Regions from separate parts of the Mus musculus genome. Here region 2 is linked to region 1. Evidence: chromatin contacts called from public Hi-C data. All regions are on one chromosome and are shown on one strand. Each heading gives the region's core, a stretch centred on a gene start, on an enhancer-like site or on the middle of the called end of the contact. The rest is flanking DNA. Distances are from core to core; before and after follow the strand shown.

Region 1 (6,968 bases), core at 1,417-3,916:
CTCATACATATTTTCTAATGACTAAAACTGTTGGGATAACTGGCAGTTAAGGACTCTTTAATATAAGGACACCAAGACCAAGCTGTGGCTTGCTCCTTGGCCACTTTCCTCTCACCACGTGCTGCTGCCACACGTGTCAGAGTAGCTACGTATTCACCAAACACATATGGCAGTGTAAGACTAGAAAGTCTGAGCTCGTTATTTTCAGTGCTTTCTTCTTCTCCTCTCCTGTATACTTAATTAAGGAGGAGGATTTGCGATCACGCTTAGGGACCACGTTTACATTATTTTAGGCTGTGTCACATGGGATGGACATGTCTTCACAAGTCAGTGCTGTTTGAGACGTGAGTACACACCTTCATTGTGCTGGAGCTTTTTCTTTTAGACATTCAGGTATTGATGGGAAGCCTCGTGTACCTGCGACAAGGGATTGAAAACTCACCATATGTTCACTTACTTGATGCAAACCAGTGGGCTGACATCTGTGACATCTTTACACGGGATGCTTGTGCCCTCCTGGGGCTCTCCGTGGAGTCTCCTCTCAGTGTCAGGTGTAGTAATGGGCTCTGGTTGCTCTGAAATGGGCATTATACTGGGTGGCTTTTCCTGGTCCTTTAATCAAACCAGTAGATTGTGTTGTCTTTCTGGAGACGTATAATAGTTGGTACTTGAAGTGCTTGCCACAGATGGCAATGACACAGTTTAGGTCAGCAAGTTCTCCAAATGTGACCCGGGAGCCAGGGAGTCCCAAAACCCTTTCCACTGCTGACATTTGCACGGATGATGCAGAAGCAGAAGTAAGTTAAATGTCAGGGTCTGTGTTGTGGGGACACTGATGCCAGCCTCAGCAGGTATCATCACTACCATGCTGGCTGCCTAGGAAATGCTTGCTGAGCTCTGCAGTACTTTGGGTGGGCAATAGATACTTGCTTTCAGTTGATATTTGGGTCTGGATCTTCTTAGCATTCTCTGTGACACAATAGGGCATTTGCATAAAGCGTTTAGTTTCTCACCACAGTATGATGCTTGTGTTGACAAAGCACCTGTGTTATGTCTTGTTGCAGAATACAGTTTTTACTTGAACTCATTTGCGACAGACACTCAAATTTATTGTGTTTATTGTGATTTATAAATGAATCAATCAGTAAATTTAATTTCTAACAAAAAGTGATCTACTCTATGAAAACCAAACCACAGTTTATTGACATTCTTGGTTTTAAGTTATTTTTCCAAGTGAATGAAGTAAGTTTGTCACAGTAAAGGAAGCAAGTGTGTGCATCTTTCCATACAGTGATAAAGGTCACGATTTTAGACTAAAGTTAAAAGTTTTGGTTCTGAGCTTGAAAGCCTTTTCTGATGAGACTGGCGAAGACATTGTAGTTTAAAAAAAATAACTGTAAACTGGTGGGAAAACTTTGGAATGTTTTATTCATATAACCTTGCATAATCATACTTAAAGAGAAGACAGGCCCAGAAGAGTCTCCTCCCCTTTAAATGCTAAAGCACAAGTCCACCGTGTCTGAGGCACACTGGTCTTTAGGCCTTGCATTTCCCTCACCCCTCCTTGAAGTGATGCGATTTGTGCTCATGATGACGGCTCGTCCCTCTCAGCACAGAAGGCCAGCGCTACCTCTCTCCTGATAGGCAAGCCAAGTATCTTTTTAATTACTGAGGGGTTAGTGGAAATTAAATGTCCTATCAGAACGCAATCTTTTGAAAGCTTGCTCTTCTTCTTCCTTCTCCCACGCTGCCTAGGGTTATGTGACAGTGCTAGAAGTTTGTGTTTTACTTGTAAAGAGGATTACGTTTTAGTAATTATAGGAAATAGAGCTGAGGACTGGGAGCATGAGGGAGAAAAAAGTTGAGTTGTTTTCTTTTTAGAGGAATAGCTGTCCTGCACCTGCTGTAGGGTTAGCATCCCTGGGGTTGGCACTGATGCTTCCTCTTTTGCCCTCAGTTTCTCAGCAGGTTGTGTGGCGCTGCCTGCGCTAATTAACATCAAAGCTGTGATTGAGCAGAGGCAGTGTACTGGAGTTTGGAACCAGAAAGACGAATTACCTGTGAGTTCAACTTGACAATCCTTGAAGATGAATGTTTAAATTTCGCCATTTAACCAGAAAACGCTATTGTAGCTATTCAACATGTTTTGTTTGTTTGTTTGTTTTTGTTTCTGTTTTTGTTTTAATGCACATAACATGAGTGAAAAATAAGGTTGGGAGTATAGCTCAGTGGAAGACCATTTGCCTAGCAGGCTTGAAGCTTTGAGTCTAGTCTCAGCACCGCTCTAAAAAGGAAACAAGTCAGTTAACTAGTTAAAGTTAAAATAGGTATAGGGAGGTGATGGGAGAGTTAGGAAGATGTTTGTAAATTTGAGACCAGCCTACATACTATGTTCTAGGGTAATCAGGGCCTCTTAGTGAGACACTATCTTAACAACAACAACAACAAAAATGAAACAAGAAAATAAATTTGAGGGACTTTAACCTGTAATTTCCATTTGTGAGAAAATTATGTCACAGATGCCGGAGGGTTAAATTAGTCAGCCATTGACATGAGCTGCTTTTTTTTTTACCACACCTGCACACAGATTTGTCTGTAGCTAGCTTGTTCTTTCAGTTGTAAGCCTGTCAGTTGGTTGCACCAACTATAGCAGCTTGTCAAGAGGATGCTTTGTGTTAAAGGCACAGGTGTCTTCCCAGTGCTACATGTGCTCAGGATATAAGCAGCACTGTACTCTGCTGCTGCTGCTGCTGCTGCTGCTGCTGCTGCTGCTGGAGCAAATGAAGAACTCTTTTTCTTAAGCAGATAACCAGCTTCTGGCAGTTGCATGATCTTGCTGTGAGTGTTTTTGAAATATGCACACTGAAGTAGAGTAATCTGTAGGGGATCTCAGCTAACAGCATGCTCTTGACTGGAAAAGCAACAAGAGGTAGTGGTTGGTAATCTTTCCTCAGGAAAGATTTGTTGTGCTTTTGGCTTTTGCCCCCCCCCCCCTTTTCTTTTTGGGGGCTCAGGGGATACTCTTAATATGTAGGCCAGTTGGGGTTTCCTCTGATCCCCCTGGGCACTGGGTTTATAGGTGTGTTCCACCGTTTTTGCAGTACTGTAGTTTGGACTCAGATCCTTGTGCACACTGAATTCCTCCCCCTTTGTCAGTTTTTCTTAAAGATCGTTATTAATCGACTTAAGTCTGTGTGTCCCTGGCTGGCGTGGAACTCGTTTTGTCTAGATTGTATCAATCAGACTGGCCTCAAACTCAAAATCCCCTTTCTCTGCTGGGATTAAAGGTGTGTGCCACCACACCTGGCAGTAATGGACTTTGAGAATAAGAAGGAAGGAACACGAAGTATTTGTGGAGGCTCTGGTATTCAGTAGCAGGTCTGATAGATAATTTCAAACTTTTATATGGTTTGATTTATTTGTGGCAAAAACACAATGTTGATATCATGCCGTGAGCTTTTAATGTGAACAAATGACTAAAAGTCATGTTGCGATTAAGCTTAAGCTGATGTCACAAGCCTGCAATTCCAGATATGTAGGAGGCTGAGGCAAGAGGATTGTAAAATCAAGGCCTGCCTGGGCAACTTATGGAGATCCTATCTCAAAAGGCACAGAAAGGGGGCACATGCACAGGGGTGATGGTCAGGAGCTAGGATGGGGCGCTGGACTAAAGCTCGCCTAGCCACATGCAAACCCTGCATTGGACTCCAGCACCGGGGAGAAACAAAAACAGAAACTTTGCCTACCTCCCTGCTTCAGGTTTTTTCTGGACCATTTCATACAAATTACATAGGAAACTCAGATCTGAAGTCACCCAGAAGGTAACTATATTTAGACTGCCCTTGGAGGAGTTGTTGCGCTGAATTTATCACCTAACCAAGCACTTCTACAGAGCAGTCAGACTGTCTGCTTCTGCTCTTGGTATATGTTCTGGTGAAATGACAAGGTATTTAGGCAGGGGATGTAGCTTAGTGGTGGGCCAGGCTGCCTGGTACCACCACAAACAGATACTCAACTTCTGAAGCATCATGTTTGATTTTCTCAGACCTCAGATTGCAGTTTGAAAAGCAGTGTTGTAGTTTTTCAGATAGGAGATTTAACTAGTCTTTGTGCATTTCTCTTTTTTGAATAGATTGAAGTGGACCTTGGTAAAAAGTGCTGGTATCACTCCATATTTGCCTGTCCCATTCTTCGTCAGCAAACAACAGATAACAATCCACCCATGAAATTGGTTTGTGGTCATATTATATCAAGAGACGCCCTGAATAAAATGTTTAATGGTAGCAAGTAAGTGTCTGACTTCTTAAGCATTAAGTAGATCTGTCTTGCAGGAAGTAAGATGTAATAAGGATAAATGAGTGAATCCAAAATCTTTTGTATGTTTGTTCGTTTGTTTTGTTTTCCGAGACAGGGTTTCTTTGTATAGCCATGGCTGAGTACTGGAATTAGTGTGTAACACTGTGCTCAGCCATAACTATATTTAGAAATGAGTTTTCTTAACTAGTCATAGAAAGTGGATTGCATCTAATCTCTTTGGTTAGTTTAGCCAGCTCAAGGATTTGAAAATTAGACTTATAAATGTACTCGGATCCTTGTGTGGCCCTCTCTCCAAGGCTTAAGAATTGTCTTCTGTGCATATCCTTCTCCCTTCTGGGTTTCGCTTCTCTCACTTAGAGCATTATTGTGGAGCTATTTTTATATGCTATTTTTATATTTTTATATATCACAAAAGAGCCGTTTGTGATTGTTGTTAAAGTTACAGAGGAGCACGGTATGGTGGTGCATGCTTCTAATCCCAGCGCCTGAGTGGTAGAGGTAGTAGGACCCAGAATTCAAGATCATTCCCAACTATATAGCAAGTTAGAGGGGTCATCTTGAGCTACATAAGATTGTCTCAGCCTACTTTTACTGCCCTTCCCACCAGTGTAGACTACTCTGCAGTGTGGAAATACCATTATTTAGCCATTTCTTCTTGGTGAATACAGTGCCAGAGTGTGTTGTCCATATGTGATAATTGCTACCAGTGTAATCGTGGTTCAGCGTGCACAGACATTTGTAAATTTTACAGACAGCCCAATTTAAAACAAAACAGATCTCAAAGGTGTTCTGGCTTAGGTAGTTAGGCTAGTCTTCACTGATGTTTGTTCTGGCCTTATTGTGGGAAGACCCTTTCCTGGGAGGTCTATCGCTTGAGAGAAAGTGTTTATAACCTTCCCAGACCACACAGAAATCCTGGCAGTACAGATCACTGGTGACTGTGGCCACAAGGAACTAGCGCTCTTTGTCACTGAAAGCCGTGTGGGCTGTTCTTAATGCAGGCTGGTAGATCACAATAGATTGGCTGTTCTTGAATAGATTACACAGCCACACATTGGAAATTCATCTAGGGACAGGTGCAATGTAAACCTCGGTAGGCAGAGATTAGATTACTTCTAAAGCTCAAGAATCAGTTTTCAAAAAATTGTCTTTATTTTACCTGCAAAACAGTTTTCACCGATTACTAAGTATCAGAGAGGCTCTCAGGTTAGGGTCTGATTTAGGTGGTGTTTTCTGTGACTCCTCAAAGCCTGGCTGACGAGCATAGCTGATCCTCCAGGCAAAAGAAGCAGTTCAGCTTTGCTTGCACGTGTTGCAGGTGTGCATACAGGTGTGAAAGTGTACTTTATAACTGTGCTCAGTACTGATACTATTCTTTGTCTCAATCTTTTCTATTTTATATATAGATTAAAATGTCCATATTGCCCAATGGAACAGAGTCCAGGAGATGCCAAACAGATATTTTTCTGAAGAATGAGTTTGTTTGCAATTTGTAAGTGAAACTGAATTATGGGTACATTCAAGACAAGAGTGTTCCATTGACTGCAGCTATCCAAGGACCGCCTGTTCATAAGCTATGCTCCAGAGGCTGCCGATTCACTCGTGTGCACGGAGGGGGTGCTCCAGATGGGAATCACACAGGGCTTTCTTCACTCTTGGTCTTCGTTTCTGATCAAGTAAACACCAGCAGTTGTCATTCAGTGCAGGTTTTTGTACTTCTATATGGTGATTTTTTTACTTAAAAGCAGAAACAGAAGTTGACCTTCCTGACATGTGTTTAATATTCCTCCTGCTTTTACAGATTCTGACGTTTTCTTGATAATTGTAAGCTTGAGAGTGTTTGTGGAAGAACTTACTTTCTTCTTATGTATACATAATTAAATGAAAAGTCTTCATAGGAGTTTGACAAAATGAATTGTGGTTATAAAACGAATTTGCTTTTTTGTTGTTTTGTTTTTCTTTTTTGGCCTAAGGAAGAAAGCTGTGATAAATTTCAAATTTGCATAGCTTTTCAATGTTTTGCTCTGCTCCCGCTCTTGCTTCAGAGTCGGCACACTCACCTGCATTTGAGTTCTGTCTATAGCCCAGCAGGCTGCCTGTTTAAAATCCCATCATGAATTTAACAGGCTGATGTGAGAATGAAATAGATATTACTGGGGTTTTGTTGTTGTTTGTTTATTTGTTTTGCTTTTATTACCAAGAGGTGCTTTTTAATAAATGGATATTGAAGTTAGGGTGTTACTAATTTGATGTATGGTTTCACAGTCTAGCATACTGTCCTTTGACATCTGCCTTTAAGACTTGGCTGAGTGTCTCATTAGTTTATCATCACAGATACGCAGTGTTATGCATGTGTATAGAAGTGTGTGCACCAGCATCAAACATTGTGTGTGTGGAAGGGAAGAAGCCTGTCCATTCTAAACGCAGTTGCCAGTCTCATCACTTCAGGTCCTTACGGGCAGGCTCTAGCAACTTTCCGTGTATGGACCTCGTTTTTTGCTGTTTTGTGTTTAATTAGTATATTGTTCATGCCTCTCTTCTGCAGTGTCTCATCTCATAGACTGTGAACCTGTATATTATTCAAATGGCTACAGATAATGCTCTTTTCTTTTGTGAGGTCTCTTCATTTAATGCACTGCCCAGAAAGAGCC
Region 2 (6,968 bases), core at 3,246-5,745, 110 kb before region 1:
AGAGGTCGTCAGATCTCATTATGGATGGTTGTGAGCCACCATGTGGTTGCTGGGATTTGAACTCACGACCTTTGGAAGAGCAGCCGGTGCTCTTAATCACTGAGCCATCTCTCCAGCCCACCACTTGATTTCTTATGTTGCTTCAGAATACTGATATAAGGGATGTTACATTTTATTTACTAAGCACATTTCATATTTTATTGGGGTTAGATGAGTATGTTACACATTCATAGGATCCAGAGAGGAAGTCTAGTTATGTGGCATATGTTTTATAATGGCAACATGACTAATTTATCTCAGGAATGCGGTGGTGTAATTTGAGATAAATGAAGATGGCATGTCGTCTTTTAAAGAGCAGGTTGTTGAGGACTCTGGGAAGCTATATTAGTGACTTTGAATCATAGCTCCTGACTCTGCTTCTACTGTGTTGATTCAGTCCCTTAACAGAGCATATTCTCTCTGCAAGATCAGAAAATATTCTTCATTGCTGAAACATCTCCCCAGTCCCACTTCTCTACTTTTGGTCATTCTTTTTATCTTTTCTCTTATAACTACACTGGCTTCTGAGTTGTGTCATAAATCAAATGACATCTTTATGACACGAAATCTTGCTTTGTAGAACAGGTAAGCTTTAATATTCTCATTTCCTCCTTTTATGTTTTCTGTTCAGTTCAGAACTGGTATTTTTAAGTCTTGTTATTCTAAAGAACTTGAGACTACCCAAAAGAACATTTCCTGTTATAATTGTCAAATTAAATAATGTTTTCCATGTTTGGGGAAAAAATCTCTAATGCTTATTAAATACTGGGTTACTAATATATATTTCTCTAAATATTATTCTAAAGTATCTTCAATGAATACAAGACTACATGCATATATTGTTTTTAAAAAATTTATATTACCATGTATCAACATAAAATCTTTTACTGCCAATTCAAAAAGAACACTTTAAAGGTCAGAATAAATTCAATGATACTATCAAGAAAACATTTTTCAGAGCTTTGTTTTGTGCTAGCGTTTCATTATATAGATTGGCTTAGAATTTGAGACCTCCCATTCTGCCTGCCACTGGGAATACAGGCATATACCATTTTACCCAGCTTTGTCATCAGTTCATTTGGCTATATAAAAATGTTGATTTTTTTTTTTAAATCAGTGTTTACACTGGGAGGCTCATAGCTGCCTATGACTCCAGATCCAAGGTATCCTACACCATCTTCTGGACTTCAATGGCACCTGCACTCAGATGAGCATATATACTCCTCTACACACACACACATACACACACACAAAATCTAAATTTAATCAAAAATGAAATACGATAAGAATTAATGTAATGATAGACTGAATACCGAAGTCAATGACAAACCAAACAACCCCATCTTTAAAAAAAAAAAAGTGAAGAAAAACAAAATAGTGAAGGGTAGAAACGGTAGACAGGGTATGTCTGACTAAATACAATGATAAACCTGACTTGATATTAGGGAGAAGGCATACTTAGGGCTGGTTGTGGAGTAGATAGAAAGTGACTACAGAAATGCAAACTGAAGGTCAGAAGTACGGAAGTGGTTGTATATGCCTGTAATCCAAGCCCTTGACTGATGGAAGGGTATAAGCCAGTTTGAGCTACAAATGAGAACAGTGGTCATCCACAGCCATTTGGAGAATACTGAAGCAAAGGACTACAGACAATTTTAAGGGATCTCTCAGAAAGTCAACAAACACCAGTTTATACAAGCTACAAACATCTGGGTAACTAGCAGTATACTAAACAGTTCACTTCAGGCAGGCTTTATTAAGCAAAAAGGACTCTGGTCAGGGTTCAAACTCGGAATTTCTTAATCCCCTTACCTGGGATCACTGGAACAGTTGAAAGTGCCTGTCCGTATTCCAAATCTTGACACTTTTTTCACCATTTTCTCCCAGTGGATTTTACCCACCAAAGGACTTCTGTCATTTGCTATGACCTATTTCCCAAAAGAGAGAGTTGAAGGAAAAAGTCAAACCTTAGTTAGCTAAACCCAACCATTCCTATCTATATAGTATAAATACTTTTTTTTGTTAAGAACATTCTGCTTCCAGTTCTGGTCTAACTGAACCATCTCATTATTACTGCACTTCTTTTTAAATGTTAATTTATTATTATTAATTAAATTCATGTATATGTACATGAGTGCTACAGCATCCTTGTGGAGATCAAGGGGACTCATGACAGTCAGATCTCTCCTTCTGCTCTCTGGGCTCTGGGGCTTGTGCAGCAGGCACCTTTACCTGTTGAGCCACCTTACTAGCCCTCACTGTCATTCCTACAGAAGTTACATCTATCCAGCTAGAAAAGAAACACAAGTGCAGTATGCTAAACCCCTTGTTATATCAGTAACTCAGAATAGGAGTCAAAAGCCTTTGAAAAATCTAGCCATATTCTCTACTATGAACCTATTCTCTGTAATTACATTACACAGACAGAAAAAGGCCCTGAAGTCCATTTTTCTTTGAAAATAAAAATTTGAAAATCCAAATAAAGCTTATAAAAATTATCACATGGAGATTTAACAAGTTCAAATGTCATGTTTTTCAGTGTTCAGCTTTGTAGCCAAGAATCAAACACATGTTTTCTATTAAACTACACTTTGATTAAATCGGTGCTACGCGTAGGACTTTTTCCTCAGCAACTTTGAAAGACTCTAGGAAAAGGAACAGCCAAAATGAACTTGACAACCTTAAACTTCTGCTTCAAGTGTGCTAACAGCCCTCGTACACAGTTAGGTCTGAAACAGATTATATTTTAAAGAAAGGAAAAAAAATCAAATTGACTTTCAAAATGTTACTAACTTCTGTTTATGACAGTGGTTAAATATCTCTTCTCTGGATCCCCGGTCTTCCTGACTTAATGGAAGCAGAGTTTCACTGAAGATAACAGTATAGTTTTTAAAAATGTAAACATAGTAAAGTACAATTCAATGGAAAACCAAAAACTGTCTGAAGTTTTCATGAAGCCATCTAATTTAAGTCCAGCATAGCTGGCGCACGCCTTTAATCCCAGCACTTGCGAGGCAGAGGCAGGTGGATTTCTGAGTTCGAGGCCAGCCTGGTCTACAAAGTGAGTTCCAGGACAGCCAGGGCTATACAGAGAAACCCTGTCTCGAAAAAACAGGAGAAAAAAAAAAAAAAAAGTCCAGCATATATAGACCTAAGCTTTCATAAATGCCATCCTTACTGACATTATTCAATTTAAAATTACAAACACAATACTCTGGGGCCTCTAATCTTTCTGACAGGAAGAACCATTTTCATATTCAAAAAGCCTTCAGGAAGTAAAGCCCCAGGCTTGTGTATGAACTGAGTGCCAGCAGTCAACTCCCCGGGAAAGGCAAGAGGAGTACAGCCACGTCATCTGTGGCCTTTCTCCTGGGAAGTCTAACAAGTGTCAGTGGCATCACAGGCTGAGGGAGGGCACATGGTCCTGAAAAATGAAGTTTCCTTTCTGTGCTACCAGAGTACTCTAGTAACTCCTACATACGTCACGGATGTTGCTGTTCTAACACTTATGGAGACATGCATGTTTATGTAACACATTGTAACATACATTGGATACTTAATACATGTACACAAATTAGAGAATTAAGTAAATGGTTTTGATACTGCATTTAATGAAAATACATGATCTCACTGAAGGAGACAGGAGTTCACATTTGCATTCTCAGATGACTGAGGACAAGGTTTTAGATATAAGCTTTCTAAGGAGGTAATGCTGATCACATTACCCAAGATGTTATTTTCCCTTTTTCTTATCTAAAAGTACATTGTAAAGGTTTATCTGCAGACTCAGGGTAGTCAAGCATGGTCTGCTTCCTACTTCCTGGTCCTTTTCCTTCTTTCCTTCTGTCTCTGTCTCTGCCTCTGTCTCTCTCTGTGTGTCTGTGTCTCTGTCTCTTTAGTGGAGGTAATGGTGGCTCAGGAAGTGGAACATAGAACACTAAGGGCATACTAGGCAAATACTCCACCACTCAGTTACATACCCAGCAGCAAAGTAAGTGTTCTTTTCCTTTCTGTTACTTCTAAAGAGTCATTAGTAATTCTCTTGACCATGGAGCCAAGGAACCTGGACTTCTCAGGTGAGCCTCTGTGTAATTAAACACTATGCCCTCTGTTCTTTTCAGTTTTCTTTTTTTCTGTCTCTTCTTTCTCTTTAAAAATAACTCTTTTCCAACATTTTTCCATTTCTTGAATAAAGCTGTAAAATATCCCAGATACTTTAGGTCTGTGTTGGCAATGACAATGCATCAAAGAGCTAAGAAGTTGCCTCTGTCAACGTGCACACAGTCCTAAATCTCAGGGCATCTTTGAGTGAAGACCTAATTGCTGATTGTGCAAGTACCTTGCAGCCGTCTGACAAGCATTTCTGTGTTAGAAATGAGAAGGGGAATGAGAGAGAGCTGTTCCCAGGCACACCCTGGTTCTGGCAGGGATGGCAGGAGTGAGTGAGGAGAGCTGTGAACGTGGCAGAAGAGCTACATGACAGTTTCAACCCTGGGGCCTTATTTACTCAGCAAACTGTTCTAGCATCTGTTCTGGAAGAGTTGAAGGATCCCCCACTGAGAGAGCTGTACAAAAATGAGAAGTCATCTAAGTATTTAATGAAATCGTTTTATGATTCTGTCATTATTGCTACACAATTAGAAATTGCTTTGTTAAAATCCTATGCAGTTAGTCAACTGAAGGTCTTACATACATTAACAATGAAGAAGGTTGAATTAAATGGTCACTATAAAATGCTAGTGTTTTCACCATTAAATCATTGGCTCAGTTAACGGCAAAACAAAATCTTCTCAGCCTATAAAACTGTGTCACATTAGCAGGAGTCGCTCTGACCTGTAGCTTATGTCCTACAAAGTAGGCATGATCTGAAGTGGCACCTACAGTGCTGGTCTTATTACATGAGAAGAGCTACTTCTCAGAAATTCTCTATGAAGAATATTTTCAGATATAAGAAAAAAATCGAACCAAAGTACAGGTGAATTTCAAGCCCGAAAAAGACCTGGCATACAGGCTAAATATAGGGCAATCTTTCCATTCATTGTTATGCCTAGATGATCTGGGTGCTGCTAGTTAAACATTTGAGCTGAACTAAACTTTTTCAAGCTTTTTACAGCTTGTTCTATACAATCCCCAGTTCTGGTTTTTCGAGACAGGATTTCTCTATGTAGCCTTGGCTATCTTGGAATTGGCCCTGTAGATCAAGCTGGCCTCAAACTCACAGATAGCTGCCTGCCTTTGCCTCCAGAGTGGTGGGATTAAAGACAGCTACCACCACTGCCACCACTACCCAGTTTCTACTTCTTTTTATAAAGAGTTTCTAAAGCAATTTCTATTATAACCAAAAGTTCCTTCCCAACAACCTGTTATCCTGAATGTTTTCTGAACAGATAGTATAAATGGCATCTTGCTATGCAACTACACACTAATTGTCTCAGTTACTTATATATAAAAGATAGCCATTTCAGTGTGTTTGCAAATATATTTTTGCCTGTTTTTTTAAGAGAAGGGGTGTATTTCTGTCAGAACATTTAGTGCATCCTTGTTGATCTCCACAGAGAAGTCATAATTAAATAATACAATCTCTTTGAATAAGAAAGTTGACATTTTCTACATTGCTCAGTATTTTAACAGGGATCTAGTTTCACAAGTATAAAATATATGTATATCCCCTGTACAAAAATCATCAAAAATGAGAGTCAGAGATGGACAAAAGCTGAAACCAAATAGCATTTTAATTAACTAACTTTAAGTATTCACCCTGTTATTGTTTTTAACTTCTGGCTAAAATCAAGTATACTATTCTCACTGGCTTACTTTATGGGTAAACTCAAAAGATTTTCACCAACACAAAACACTGTGGCTTGCCATATATTTTGTTCTGTAGTAGCCCATTAAAGGAATAAATAATTAGAACTGCCATAAACAAACCTCTTGTCTTAAGAGCAAATAAACAAGTTTAAAATCAGCTGTTAATGCTTCCAGTCAAACAGGAACTGCATTAACATAATACTTCAGTTGAAGTACTGAACAAAGCTTTCCAGTACTTTAAGTCCTACAGTGTTTTTTCAGTGCTGTGCAACTCCAGTGACTTTAATCTCAATAAATGGGACAGCTAGTAGGGAACAAACAGTTATATCCCTTTTTGAATTATGACAAAAGTTAAAACAAATAAACCAAAAAGTTAGAGGACAAATCCAAAAGAAAATGCTATACAATATGCAGCTTTCCCATTTCAAAAGCCTATCCACTTTGCTGTTTGTCTCTAACCAGCAATCTTTTAAAACAAAATAATGTTTGATTTTTGATGCCAAGGAGACTGGGTGGTGGCAGAGTCAACGATCTACAAAAGTGGGAAATAAACGGCTAATGAGAGTCAGGAGCTTAAGTTAGGGAGGAAGCACAAAATTGTAACTCTGAGTTCCAATTGTATCACAAAGAAAGGACTTGGATCTGTGAGAAATACATAATGTATATTAGTCACAAAGATGTCACACAGATTTTGCTACCTTTAAAAAGAAAAATTAGTTCTTGCAATGGTTGGTGCAGAGAACCAACTCCTACAAGCTGTCCTCTGATCTCCACAAATACTTCTTACCACAAGAAAGTAGATGTAATTTTTAGAAGTGCGGGAAGACCGAGGATGAGATAGCTTGGTGGTAAAAGCACTTGTCTGACAAGCCTTCTGACCTGAGTTTGATCCCCAGAATCCACGTAAAGGTAGGAGAAAAATCAACTCTACAAGGCTGCCCTTTGGCTGTCACATATGTACCACAGCAGGTACACCCCCTCCCATACATTCTCCATGCACACACAGGAGGAGGATCATGACGATGACGTGTTAAGAGGAGAAGGTGAGTGGAACACCAGCATTTATCTCTCTCTGCTTCCTGCCATGAATGAGATGTAACTAGCCACCTACACTACTGCTG

The links. Hi-C and Micro-C count contacts between places; a contact is called where the count stands out from the background.
Region 2: a contact with region 1 is called in a Hi-C map of cerebellar granule neurons, with 2.2 times the contacts expected there. The contact joins two enhancer-like sites. A contact is called at or near these places in 3 of 39 promoter capture datasets (the C10 cell line, the HPC-7 cell line and liver), 2 of 484 Hi-C or Micro-C datasets (cerebellar granule neurons and nephron progenitors), 5 of 115 datasets of contacts at active chromatin or transcription factors (the SCID.adh cell line, astrocytes, bone marrow-derived macrophages and 1 more) and 4 of 9 other capture datasets (adipose tissue, embryonic stem cells, liver and 1 more).

What each region holds. Positions count from the first base shown.
Region 1 is chr6:71,391,944-71,398,911 of GRCm38.p6, reverse strand. It overlaps Rmnd5a (required for meiotic nuclear division 5 homolog A), which reads left to right. Exons shown (of 9, transcript NM_024288.2): 6 at 386-551; 7 at 1,958-2,060; 8 at 4,133-4,287; 9 at 5,724-6,968. The coding sequence ends at 5,787. Among named protein-coding and RNA genes, the nearest start is that of Cd8a, 22 kb to the right of the region's middle. Within about 2 kb of position 2,666, at least 17 of the 459 cell types and tissues checked have an H3K27ac peak or open chromatin away from gene starts, as enhancers often do. A contact at or near this core is called in cerebellar granule neurons, where this site is marked.
Region 2 is chr6:71,500,733-71,507,700 of GRCm38.p6, reverse strand. It overlaps Rnf103 (ring finger protein 103), which reads right to left. Exons shown (of 4, transcript NM_009543.3): 3 at 1,852-1,967. Among named protein-coding and RNA genes, the nearest start is that of Rnf103, 10 kb to the right of the region's middle. Within about 2 kb of position 4,495, at least 11 of the 459 cell types and tissues checked have an H3K27ac peak or open chromatin away from gene starts, as enhancers often do. A contact at or near this core is called in cerebellar granule neurons, where this site is marked.